Regions from separate parts of the Mus musculus genome. Here region 1 is linked to region 2. The links are chromatin contacts, called in public Hi-C maps. All regions are on one chromosome and are shown on one strand. The core of a region is the stretch at or near the end of the contact, and the rest is flanking DNA. Distances in the headings are between cores, read along the strand shown. Region 1 overlaps Mapkap1 (mitogen-activated protein kinase associated protein 1). Region 2 overlaps Mvb12b (multivesicular body subunit 12B).

Region 1 (5,653 bases), core at 327-2,826, 750 kb after region 2:
GGGTAAATACTTGCTGGAGCAAATGGGGTCAAGTGTTAGGTATGGAATGTGGCAGTAGGTACCTGAATTTTTTGTGTACAGTTGTCAGCTTTTCAGGGCTACCAAAGTTAATAATAAAATGGAGGGTGGGGAGCTGGAGAGGTGACTCAGTGGTCAAAGCATGTAGCCCGTAAGCCCAGGGAGCGCAGCCGTGTAAAAGGCTAGATGCTCACTGCACACGCCGCTCCGCCCAGCGCCGGGAGGCAGACAGGCAGAGCTCAAGAACAGGCTGCTTAGTTGGTCTAGACAAAACAGTCAGTTTCTGGGGTAGTGGGAGACTTTCAAGCCAATAAGACAGAAAGCAGCACGGGAAGATACCCAGTAGTGTGGGATATTTTATTTTTCTATACATAATATGTTAAATAACATTTGAGGTCATGGTTTCCTTCTTTCATTTACCCGTGGCTTTAACTTTCCATGTAAAGTTACAGATTGATAATAATTATTACCACTTACATCAGCACTTTTCAAACACATATTTTAGTTGGCTGTTAGTTTCATTTTATATATGGAGTGACACTAGAGCTAAGAGAGGCTACACAGTAGTAATGAATAACCTGAGACCTAAACTCATGGGTCCCTGTATTGTCCTGTTCACGACTACAAGGTGTGTCCTCAGTACTGGGTTCATTTCAGGACACATAGCTAGCTCAGTGGAGACATGTGTACACCCCTCCCCTAGAAAGATCAATCTGCTTCCTTCTAGAATGGGAGTGTGATGCTGTAGGAAAAACCTAGACTTTGGAAATAAATCACCCTGAGTCCTCAGCAGCACCTCTGATAAGCTGTAAAATGAGACAAGTCATGAACCCCTTGCAGCCTCAGTCACAGGCTCTGAAAAGGTTGTAGGATTGCCGGGTGCTTATAAGATATTTAATCTATACAGAGAACTCAGTGGAAGTCACGTGTTGTCATCACCCTTGGGCCTAAGTTTCTCTGGAGGTGTTGCTTTACTTTGTTTCCATTCATTGACCTGGCTTTTGCCTATAACTTTATGTTTCCAGCAAGTTAAGTCTGTAGGAAACTTAATGTGATATAGAAGGAGCCTTGTATTGCACTTGAACTTGAGGCTGCTGGAAGCACCGTTTCCAAGAAACAGCTGCTTTCCTAACAAGGATGCCCATGCCATGATAGAGGAGGATTGATATCACAAGACTCCTTTGTCACACAGCTTATGTCATCAGCTTCCTGTGCCAGAGAGTCTGGAGGTAAAGCCAGCAGAAGGGTGCTGCCAAGGAACTTACTTATTTACAAGTGGCATTTGCATGTTTCTGTGGTAGAGAGAGGTTTAGCACTTTGCTGCTGCTTCTCAGGAACGGCTGCATGAAGAGGATATCATGAGAATGACTGTAGGATTACTACAAGCAAAGAGGCTCGGGGTGCTGTGTCTGTCTCTGGGAAGAGTATGAGTCTTACCCCACCCAGCACAAGCAGAAGACCCTTTCTACAGGCATGCCAGCCTTCTGTGGATCCTCTTGCCAGCTGGAAGAATTCTTCCTCTGCCAAGATTGTGTTAGCTACTTTGCATAAAACCACTCCTTTACAAGAGTTAGCCCACCCCAGCAGACTTCTCCGAGACCAGCCAAGCATCCTCCACAGTGTTCCACTGCTTGCAGAGGCCTGACACAAGAGCCATTTTCCTCCATAAGCAGCTCAGAAGGAAGTTTTCAGCAGCTGCAATATGACAGCAGAGCTCTTCCTTTTCGGTCAGTTGCAGCTGAAAGAACTTTCTACCATGTACCTGTGATTGCTGTGGAAAGGTGTGTCCTCAGTACTGGGTTCGTTTCAGGACACATAGCTAGCTCAGTGGAGACATGTGTACACCCCTCCCCTAGAAAGATCAATCTACTTCCTTCTAGAATAGGAGTGTGATGCTGTAGGGGAAAAGAAGCTGATATCCCAACACTTGAGAGAGAGGAGCAAAAGGATAAGGACTTCAGTGCCAGCCTGGGCTCTGTGAGTCTCAGAAACCCAAGCAAGAGCTAGTCAGTGAGGCTGTCTTTTTCTTATTGTGATAATGTCTAGAGACAACGATAGTTTAAATTCAGGCCAACAGCATTGGGTTTGCACCAGGAGGCAGCTATCATCCACACCTGCCTCTGTGACTCCCTAGGTCACAGGATGAAGTGTGGGGGTGCCATTTTGTCATCAAACTAGTTTTCCACAGGGAAAGCCAGTGAGATCCAAGTAAAGCTCTAGTGCTGGAGGAACTAGAGTGGCCTTGGGGCTCTTCAGTATTCCTAGAGACTGTCACTACTAAGTCAAAGGAATACCAGACCATAGCAAAATGTGAGTGTGCTGGGTTTTCCCCTGTACTACATTTAATAGTGGAACAATATGAATTAAGATGAATTACAATTTAAGTAAAACAAACAAACGCACTGAAGGGTCACACAGATTTTTCAAGCATCAGTTGTCAAAAGCATCCTTAGTGCTCAGTAAGTATTCCAGCAGCCTCTGCTGTGCTGGGCAGCATGGGAAGAAGAGAGTAAAGCAACAAGATGTAAGGACAGTGGTTCTTGCTTGTAGCTTCACGTGTCCGTCTGTGTTTCTCTAGCGTCAGTCGTGCCCTTACTTTCTCTTTGTTTCCATGAGCCCCCTGTCCTGTCCACCAGCACTGGACCAGGCAGTAGGAGCTGGGCAGACTCCCAAAGAGTGAGTGACTCTGCCTGGCTCAGTGGCTGGGAAGGTTGGCAGGTCTCAGAGCCTCAGCCTTGTAGCATCTTGGCTTTGCAGCAGCAGATCTGGAACTGACACTGGCAACCTGATAATCTTGCCAGATGTTGATGACTACCTTTCTAAAGACAAGTATGATCAGATCCTTTTCCTTTGTCAGAGGGATGTTGAACTTAAGTAAATTAATTGTGAACAATAATGATTTCCTTTTGGTTTGCCAGAACTTTGGTTGGCCCAGAGGTGGTGACTGATGCATTTTGTAAAATCAACTAAAACGCTGTCTCATGACCTGCAGCCTTTTCACTGGCTGCTGGCCCAGGCCACCCTTTGTTTGTTTGTTTGTTTGTTTTTTAAGATTTTTATTTATCTTATTATGTATGTGAGTACACTGTAGCTGTCTTCAGACACACCAGAAGAGGGCATCAGATCTCATTACAAATGGTTGTGAGCCACTATGTGGTTGCTGGGAATTGAACTCAGGACCTCTGGAAGAGCAGTCAGTGCTCTTAACAGCTGAGCCATCTCTCCAGCCCATCGGGCCACTATTTGTTTAGGAACAATTCATTGCATTTTCGTTGTGAGAGACTAAGTTATTTCACAGTTGAAACATTAAGTGAACACTTAAATATCTTCAAATCAAAAGGCTATTCACATTATACAGCATTGCCACCCAGCTCCCAATACCTATATGTGTGTGTTTGTGTGTGTGTAAATGTACATATATATATACGTGTACATATATACATCTATATGTACATATATATGTCTCTCCGGCATCATCAAGAGCCAGAGGAGCATGCCACAGCCAGGCAATTGTTGCAGTAGAAGGAATCACTGTACATACCATGTATAGAAAAAATACACAGCCAACTCATATTCTAAAGGTGTAAGAGGGGCCAGGGGGACACAGCCTGTATGCTCTTCTTCCTCCTTAGTGGGCACTGATAGATACTGTCTGATCAGATGATCACTTTTTAAAATCACCTACTGAGTGTGCTAATAGAAAATATGAAAGTGTATACCAGAAGAAATACCCTAAAAACTTAAATTAACTTCTTGTAAGGTAGGGCTTCGGGGAGGGGGGTGTCACTGTGTTTTGTCCTCGAACTTGGGACTTGTTTTGTTTATTTCCAAATTGTACATGACCTTCGATGAAAGTAAAATAAAGCTCTGTGTTCAAATTCTGCACTTTAGAAAGATTTCTCCTTTCTCTCCATGTTTGGACTTTCTCTATTTGGAAACTTCGTTTCCCCTAAAAGCTACCATCCATTTTATCGGTTAGATGTCAGGTTTCTCTGAGAACATCATTAAATAGTTGCTTCCCGTCATAAACATTTCCAGACTCCATGAGAGCAAATGCTATGTGAGCATGGCTGTTGAGCTGTGACTTGGCCAACATTGTATCTCTGTGACCTGGATTTTCCGTGGGTTAGAGCACAAGCTATTAGCCTAATACTTGTTCCCATTCTAAGAATGACTAATACTTCTAAGAGAAATGAAAACATCTGCTTTTCCATAGCATTAGAGTCCCAAACAGCTGTCACATGTACATTTTGACATCTTTTTTTCCCTTTAAAACTAGGACAAAAATGAGTTTACTGGATCTACCGATCTGGCTCATCATGCCATGGAGCTTCTGTGGGGAGAAGCCACAGAAGTCCTGTGGAGATAAAGCGTAGCTATCCCACGATGCTTGAACATACTTTGAAAACCCTGTGGTGAGACTCTCTGTACCAAGAGCTGTACTGCTGCCTTTGCCAAGGAGCCTGAGCCCCAGCAGGCAGCCATTGCTGAAGACACTGTGGAGTACCCCTCTGTCTCCTAAGAGCCTGCAGGGCTACCTCTCTGCAGCTTTGATATGTGTCAGGGATCACTGCTGAGGCCGGAGAGATTCTCCTTTGGCATAAAGCTGTTTTGCTGCCCACTGGGTGACCTTGGTCTGGCCTTTCTACTCTGAGCCTCTTCAGTAAAGTATGGCTCCGACTACACGGTAGGCTGCTGCTTAGTTCTTAACTGCAGAGTAAGGCCTGCCTTTTAGAAGGGCCGCCTGGCTCCACTCTCGTCCTTCCTTCTTCTAACTCCTTGTTGTCCTAGCCTGCATGCCTGTATTTCTCTCGTGTGTCTTCTCCGTGGCACTGCAGTAAGACTACAAGGTCCACACAGCACTCCCCTCACCTTGCCATGTGTCCATCCTTAGTTTCAAGTGAGTCCCAGTCCCATTCCCGTTCTGTGCTATAGCTTTGGTTTGGGGTCCTATTTTGGTTTTGTCTGTGTGTTTTAATGGCTGTGACTACTTTGAGACCTGGGAGACTATAACTGCTAAGGGCTCTCACCTCAACTTAACTCCCTAGGAGGTACAGCCTAAAGCATGGGCCTCTGTCTGCCCAGCTGCTCACTGGAGCTTGTCCAGAGCTGTGAGACCTTTGTCAGAACAACAGTGAGAACACAGGAGTGTTGCCCAGACCTGCATTCCGCTGCAGCACCCTGATAAGCAGAAGGGTTAAAAGCAGGAGAAACTTTTGTTGTAAACTTTGTTTTCAGCAGGACTTCCCAGGGAACATCTGACATGAGCTGAGAAGAGATGCTGAATGGAGTCAGCTGAAGGAGACAGGAACTGGAGTGGAAGCTGCTGGATTTACTGTTATTAGCAAGGCAAACGGAAAGCCAGCAGGGCAGCCAGCTCCTAGATAATAGATGAAACCAGAATGAAATCCCCCAGAAAGGAACTGGGATGACAGCCATGACCCCTCAGCCACCATTTTTCTATCACTCTGTCACACAGGAAAAGCATGCTTAACTTTTAGTTATGTCACAATTAGCTTAAAATAAAACAATGTGTAATTTCTCTTTTTACCTGTTTGATATCTTGAGAGCGAGGCACAGCAGAGTGTGCTGAACTCCTTCATTGATCACTTCGTGCCAGGTTGAGTCCCATACC
Region 2 (5,245 bases), core at 1,283-3,782:
CACAGGGCAAGGCATGTAAAAGCCCAGTGTGTTCACTGCCTCTACCGAGTGAGCAATTCAGGATGCCTCTATGTGTCACCAGAGTGATGCACAGGGCCAGCGAGGTAAGCTCCACTCCCTCATTCAAGATTATGGATGTCGCCTTGCCAGTGAATCAAGAGATTGCTCATGCTGTAAAAGAAAGCACTCGCCAACAAAGGATCTCACCTTGGAGGAAAGTTTGGCATCATTCACCATCCCAGAGATGATGCTAAGACAAATCTGAGTGTGAAGAGTCTCATTCTCTGTGACATGTGACAAATAATTCCATCCAAACACAGGCTGGACCAAAGGCTTGTTCTCCCTCTCTCTCTCGCTCTCCTTCTCCCCTCCTTCCCTCCCTCCTTTCTTTCCCTCTAGTAAATAGCACAGAGGCTTAGGATCATCACCGGCACTAACTAAGAAGGAAGGGAAGCACAGGGGGCATGCAGGGCAGCACTGAAGGAAAGATGAGGTGAGGTGGGGGCAGGGGTAGACTCAGGTGCTCTGTCTGTGAGAAAGTTAGCTCTGCTGTCCTTAAATAGGCTGGGCTCTCCTCTGTGCTGCTGTCAGAAGTTAGATGCATGTGTCCCCAGAGAAGGGAGGGCACTCTGGTGTGAGACACTGGGCAGCTTCTGAGCTGATTACCCACCCCTGTGAAGTCGAATCATTGCCTGGTAAATCTCAAGATGCTAGCCTGAGCCCCGTACCTTCCAGGCCCCAGGCAGATGGAGAAAGAGAGGAGTGTGAAGCAGAGGGGACGTGGGCTGGCAGATCATGGGTCCTAGGCTAGGGCCTCTGCAGAGAGGTGGCTGGAACATGAGAGCTGCAACTGTTCACCATCCCTGGCTCTTTGGAGGTCTGATCTAGAGAATGAAGCTTTGAGGAAGGGCAGGCAGGTGACACTGAGGTGGTCCCCAGCTCAGATGGGACCTGATGCTGGTGGACAGACACAGGAACTCATGGAGCTACAAAGCTCACAACAGGGAAAGGAACTGAGGGTTCAATGCCACTATGTGGCATGGTGGGTTTGGCCACCTCCCATCATTTTAAGGTTCAGGGAAGACTGCAGCACGGGAGACAAAGATGTACACAGCACAACTCGCACGGCCCCACTCCTGATAAGGGGTTGTTGGAGGTGCTTCCTTCATCCCCTTAGCTGTCCCAAAAAAGACCCGAGAATGGGTCTGGAGTACTGTAGTAACAGCAACACCCCTGTGGAGTCTTTGCCTGCTCCTGACGCCCTTGGGACTTAGAGATCCTAGTCAGCCATGTGTTCAAGGCCTCTCTCTCCCTAATGAGAGCTGAGAGGCTGAGGCAGTAGGGATTTCCAGAGCACTGGGGCCACCCTGACACTTGGGTGCTTTCGTGAATCATTTGGGCTTGTACACTTTCACCTTTCAGGCTGACAAAGGGAGAGAAACAAACAGCAGCCTGGACTGAACAAGAGCCACGGCCTCAGGGCCTGATGTCCAAACCTGAATTTAAATCTCAGCCCTGGGTGCAGTGCTGGGCGGGTCCATCTCTCTAAACTCCTTCTCCTACTTAGAATTGTCTTGGGTTTTACATTAGTGACAAAAGGCCCAAACAGTGCACTCAGGGGTTCCACCCGGGGAAGGGCGGGTATAATTAAATACATTATTTCTATTAACTCGATCTATTTTAATAAAATAGATAGGTGTCATCTATTTTAGCTCCCTAAATGTGTTTAAATGAAAGACATTACCGTAATATCCTCTCCTCCCCTCTCAGCTGACGGTTGATTACTGCGAGAGACACATACATGGAGAACAGAACAAAAGGCAAACTTGATACGCAAGCCTCTGCAGACAGCAGTGTCCAGAGCAGCCCCAGCAGAGGTGTCAGGAGCAGATGAAGAGCTGGGGTTAAGTACACTTCCTTGGTTATTAGTATGCTTTGGGCCAGGCCTGCAATGGGGTCCTCTGCCAGGAAGGAAGTTATGAGAAGATGAACACAGTGGGAGGAGGGAGTGCCCAGATACCTGCTCTCTGTCAAGGTGCTGTCTAAACAGAGTGCCCATGAGGTCTAGGGCCTGTAGATACATAGCATCAGGCAGGATCTTGGACCACCTTGAGCTGCATGTATACATGGTACCTGTGGCCCTGATGGGGGTACAACCACACCTTGTCTCAAACAACTGCAGTTGTTTTTGCCAAACTGACCTGGGAGATGTGGCATCTCAGGTGCTGCTCAGGTGGGAAACTTGGGCCTGAAGTTGATCTGCAAGTTCCTGTCAAGGTCCATCCAAGGCCCCTTGTCTGCCTCACCCATGGATTGAAGGCATTGCTGCTCAAGCTCTGCCAGGCTTTCAAGCCAGATACAGACCGAGAACGCAGTGGGAGTCGGCCACCTACTTAAGAGCTCTGAAGTACCTGTCACCTCATAATATTTTAATTTTCCATAATGACTAAACTGGAATAGGTCTTGGTGCTCCCCCACCTGCAGAGAGTAGGAGCACGCACAAAGGCCCCGGCAGTCATCAGCTCCACCAAGGATTTTTCCTGCAGACACCAAAGGCACATGCAGAAAGATTTTATAGATGCTGCTGGCAGGCTCTGCCTGCCTGGCACTTCCCTCTTTCCTGCCCCTAAGCCGTCATCCTGTCGCCTCCCCAGAAGGGCCTGTGGGCTGTCTGCCACAGAAAACAGCCCACTTGTAAGTGATGATGCATTTCGGCTTCCCGGCTTCCAGAGATGCTGGCTGAAGAGTCGCAGAGCCTTTACTGCCGTTTCCCTGTACTGGGGTGGGGAAGAACAAATCTTCCCTAACAGTCAGAAGTGACCATATCCGTCAGACTTCTGGGAGGGAGCACAAGGCTGCAGTGAAGACCATGCTGGGCATGTGCCAGTGTGTCCTGAGTCAGGACTCCCCACAAATCTTTGGGCTCCTCCACAGGTCATGTCCAGCAGAGAAAGTGAGTATGGAGAGCACCCCTATTCCCACAAGACCTCCTGCCTTGCAAACTGTTTTTACTAAGCCCTGGATCCTCCCAGCAATTGGGGGGGGGGGGCTGGACACTCCTTGTCTTTCCCAGGTGTGAGAGTAGCTACAGCAATGTATCACCTGCCTGAGCATAATGCAAGCCTCTAGGGGATGCTACTCATGCACACTGTGCAGTGTACAACCTGGGAGGCTGCACCCAGGATTTCTCTCTGAAAGCTGGGTAGCATGTGTCAAAATTCTGAGCATGATGTGACAGCCTTTGCCAACAGGTCTCTTGATGATCACAGAGCCTGCCATGGGCCCCGGAGTCTGCTGAATGAGCAGCGGCTTAGCCTTGCTCCTTCTGTGGGCTGTGTTACCCACATCTTCCTGACTTAGAGAGCAGAGAAGCCCGCCCCCAGGCTTCCAAACAGGCCCTTGTCTACTGAAAGGCAAGGTAGGTGGAACTGGTGCTGTGCCTGATGCAAAAGCAGAGTGGAGCACGGACGTAGAGAGTGACGCAGGCTGGCAGGACAGGGGTGCGACATGTCAAAGGGCAGATTGATCTGGGCAGGAGAGGTCTGGAAGGATGCAGTCACTCATGGCTGGGGACATGGGAGACATGCAGGTCTGACCGGCAGATGAAGGCTCAGGCTGTGCTTGGAGGAAGCACTTGTCACCGGGACAGCAGGACATTACAGTTAGAAAGGGTTGGTCAAGGGGGCAAGCCACAGCATTCGTGTGTCTAGGCACCTGCTTGGGCTAGACCACAAGCCCAGCCAAGTGGGCTTGTAGTAAATGAGGAGGGGCCATGCTAACATTCCAGCTGAGGATTCATAGGGCACGGTCCAGCCATGGGCCACGGGCAGGGTGTCAGGCTCAGCCCCTCTGTGGAGCCTTGCAGAGACACTGGCTCGAGCTCTTGAGTGCCCCTGTGAACGGGCCTATGCGTAGTGTTCATTAACTCCTGTGACACGGTGGCCACGGGGAATGTACAAAAGCATATCCAATTAGCCAGGCCTCTGTGAGGATTTGCACTCTTAAATCTTTCTGCATTTCGAAAGGGTTAAAGCTTATTATTAGCATATAATTTACAGTCCTTTCTCCCAGGGAAGGAATAATGCACAGTAAATGCCACATTCATTTTAATAATACATGTTACAGTCTGTGCCCACATCTGCACAAAGGTAAAGGAGACAGATTTTTTTGACATGTCCCACTCTGCCATCTAAACACAGGCTTTTTGTTTCTTAAGTGACGGAAGGTTTAATCAAGAAAGCAGGCAATTCATCAATCGAAACAAGGCAGTGTGCGTGCGCCTGACAGCGCACACATGGTTGTGTACAGAGCGAACCTGGCCACCTGTCAGCCACCCCTCTACATCAGGATCTACAGATATGCTGGGTGATCAATTCCCATCCTTCTGTTCAGCTCTTCTTATCCTTATTATATATTTTTCTGTAGACTTGATCTCACTGCCAGTCATGGCTAGGCCCAACAGATACACAAGGTGAGCCACAGCTCCCACAGTGGTAACCGAAGTCCCTTCCACCCCTGCCACTACTGCCACCACTGCCACCACTGCCACCACTCACTTCCCTCTGGACCTGAGCACTGCTGTCAGGTCAGCCACTTTCACTGCATTCTGGAATGTCCCCCACACTGCACTCTGTGGCTGGTTCAAGTCGCCTCTCCCTGCTGGGCATTCGTGTGTCTAGGCACCTAACAGCTTTCTAAGTCGTCCTAGGTATCCCCAGCGCTCCAATAGATAAAGGAAAGCGGAGCTGGGAAATGCAACATCCCTTCAGGCCACAACAGCATGTCCACGAGAGATGAAGGCCACAGGGACACAGGGAACACAGAGGCAGCATCCAGTGGACATCATTAGTGAACCACTCAGCTCATATTTGAACTAGGAGGAGACCCACAGCATGCCACAAGTGGAACCAAGCGTTATCTGCATGCCACAGGACATCTGGGCTGCCCTGTCATCTGAGCCTCACTTCTCTCGATCCCAGCCTGAAAAGCTTCACTAAGGCACAAGGTAGGCATAAGGCAGGCATGTTTTCAGTGTTTCGTTTGAGTCAAGCTGTGTCACTCCAGTTAGCTGGAGCTCACAGCAACCTGATCCTTGCCTGGCCTCCTTAGTGCTGGGATTGCAGGTATGAGCAATCATATCCACTTCTCTATTCACAGAGACAGACAGACAGACAGACAAGTCACTCCAAATGAAAGGAACTATGTTTGGGGTGGAGTGTTCTGCTTGTACAGCTGGTAAGGTTTC

What was found. Hi-C and Micro-C count contacts between places; a contact is called where the count stands out from the background.
Region 1: a Hi-C map of cortical neurons shows a contact between it and region 2, with 2.1 times the contacts expected there. The contact joins two enhancer-like sites. A contact is called at or near these places in 1 of 484 Hi-C or Micro-C datasets (cortical neurons), 2 of 115 datasets of contacts at active chromatin or transcription factors (embryonic basal ganglia and embryonic stem cells) and 1 of 9 other capture datasets (embryonic stem cells).

The regions. Positions count from the first base shown.
Region 1 is chr2:34,545,020-34,550,672 of GRCm38.p6, forward strand. All of the region lies in intron 7 of Mapkap1 (mitogen-activated protein kinase associated protein 1), which reads left to right. Among named protein-coding and RNA genes, the nearest start is that of Gm34178, 27 kb to the right of the region's middle. Within about 2 kb of position 1,577, at least 44 of the 459 cell types and tissues checked have an H3K27ac peak or open chromatin away from gene starts, as enhancers often do. A contact at or near this core is called in cortical neurons, where this site is marked.
Region 2 is chr2:33,792,044-33,797,288 of GRCm38.p6, forward strand. The region is part of intron 7 of Mvb12b (multivesicular body subunit 12B); the gene reads right to left. It overlaps Gm33856 (a long non-coding RNA gene), which reads left to right. Exons shown (of 3, transcript XR_374264.4): 1 at 1-5,005; 2 at 5,158-5,235. Among named protein-coding and RNA genes, the nearest start is that of Gm33856, 5.1 kb to the left of the region's middle. Within about 2 kb of position 2,533, at least 30 of the 459 cell types and tissues checked have an H3K27ac peak or open chromatin away from gene starts, as enhancers often do. A contact at or near this core is called in cortical neurons, where this site is marked.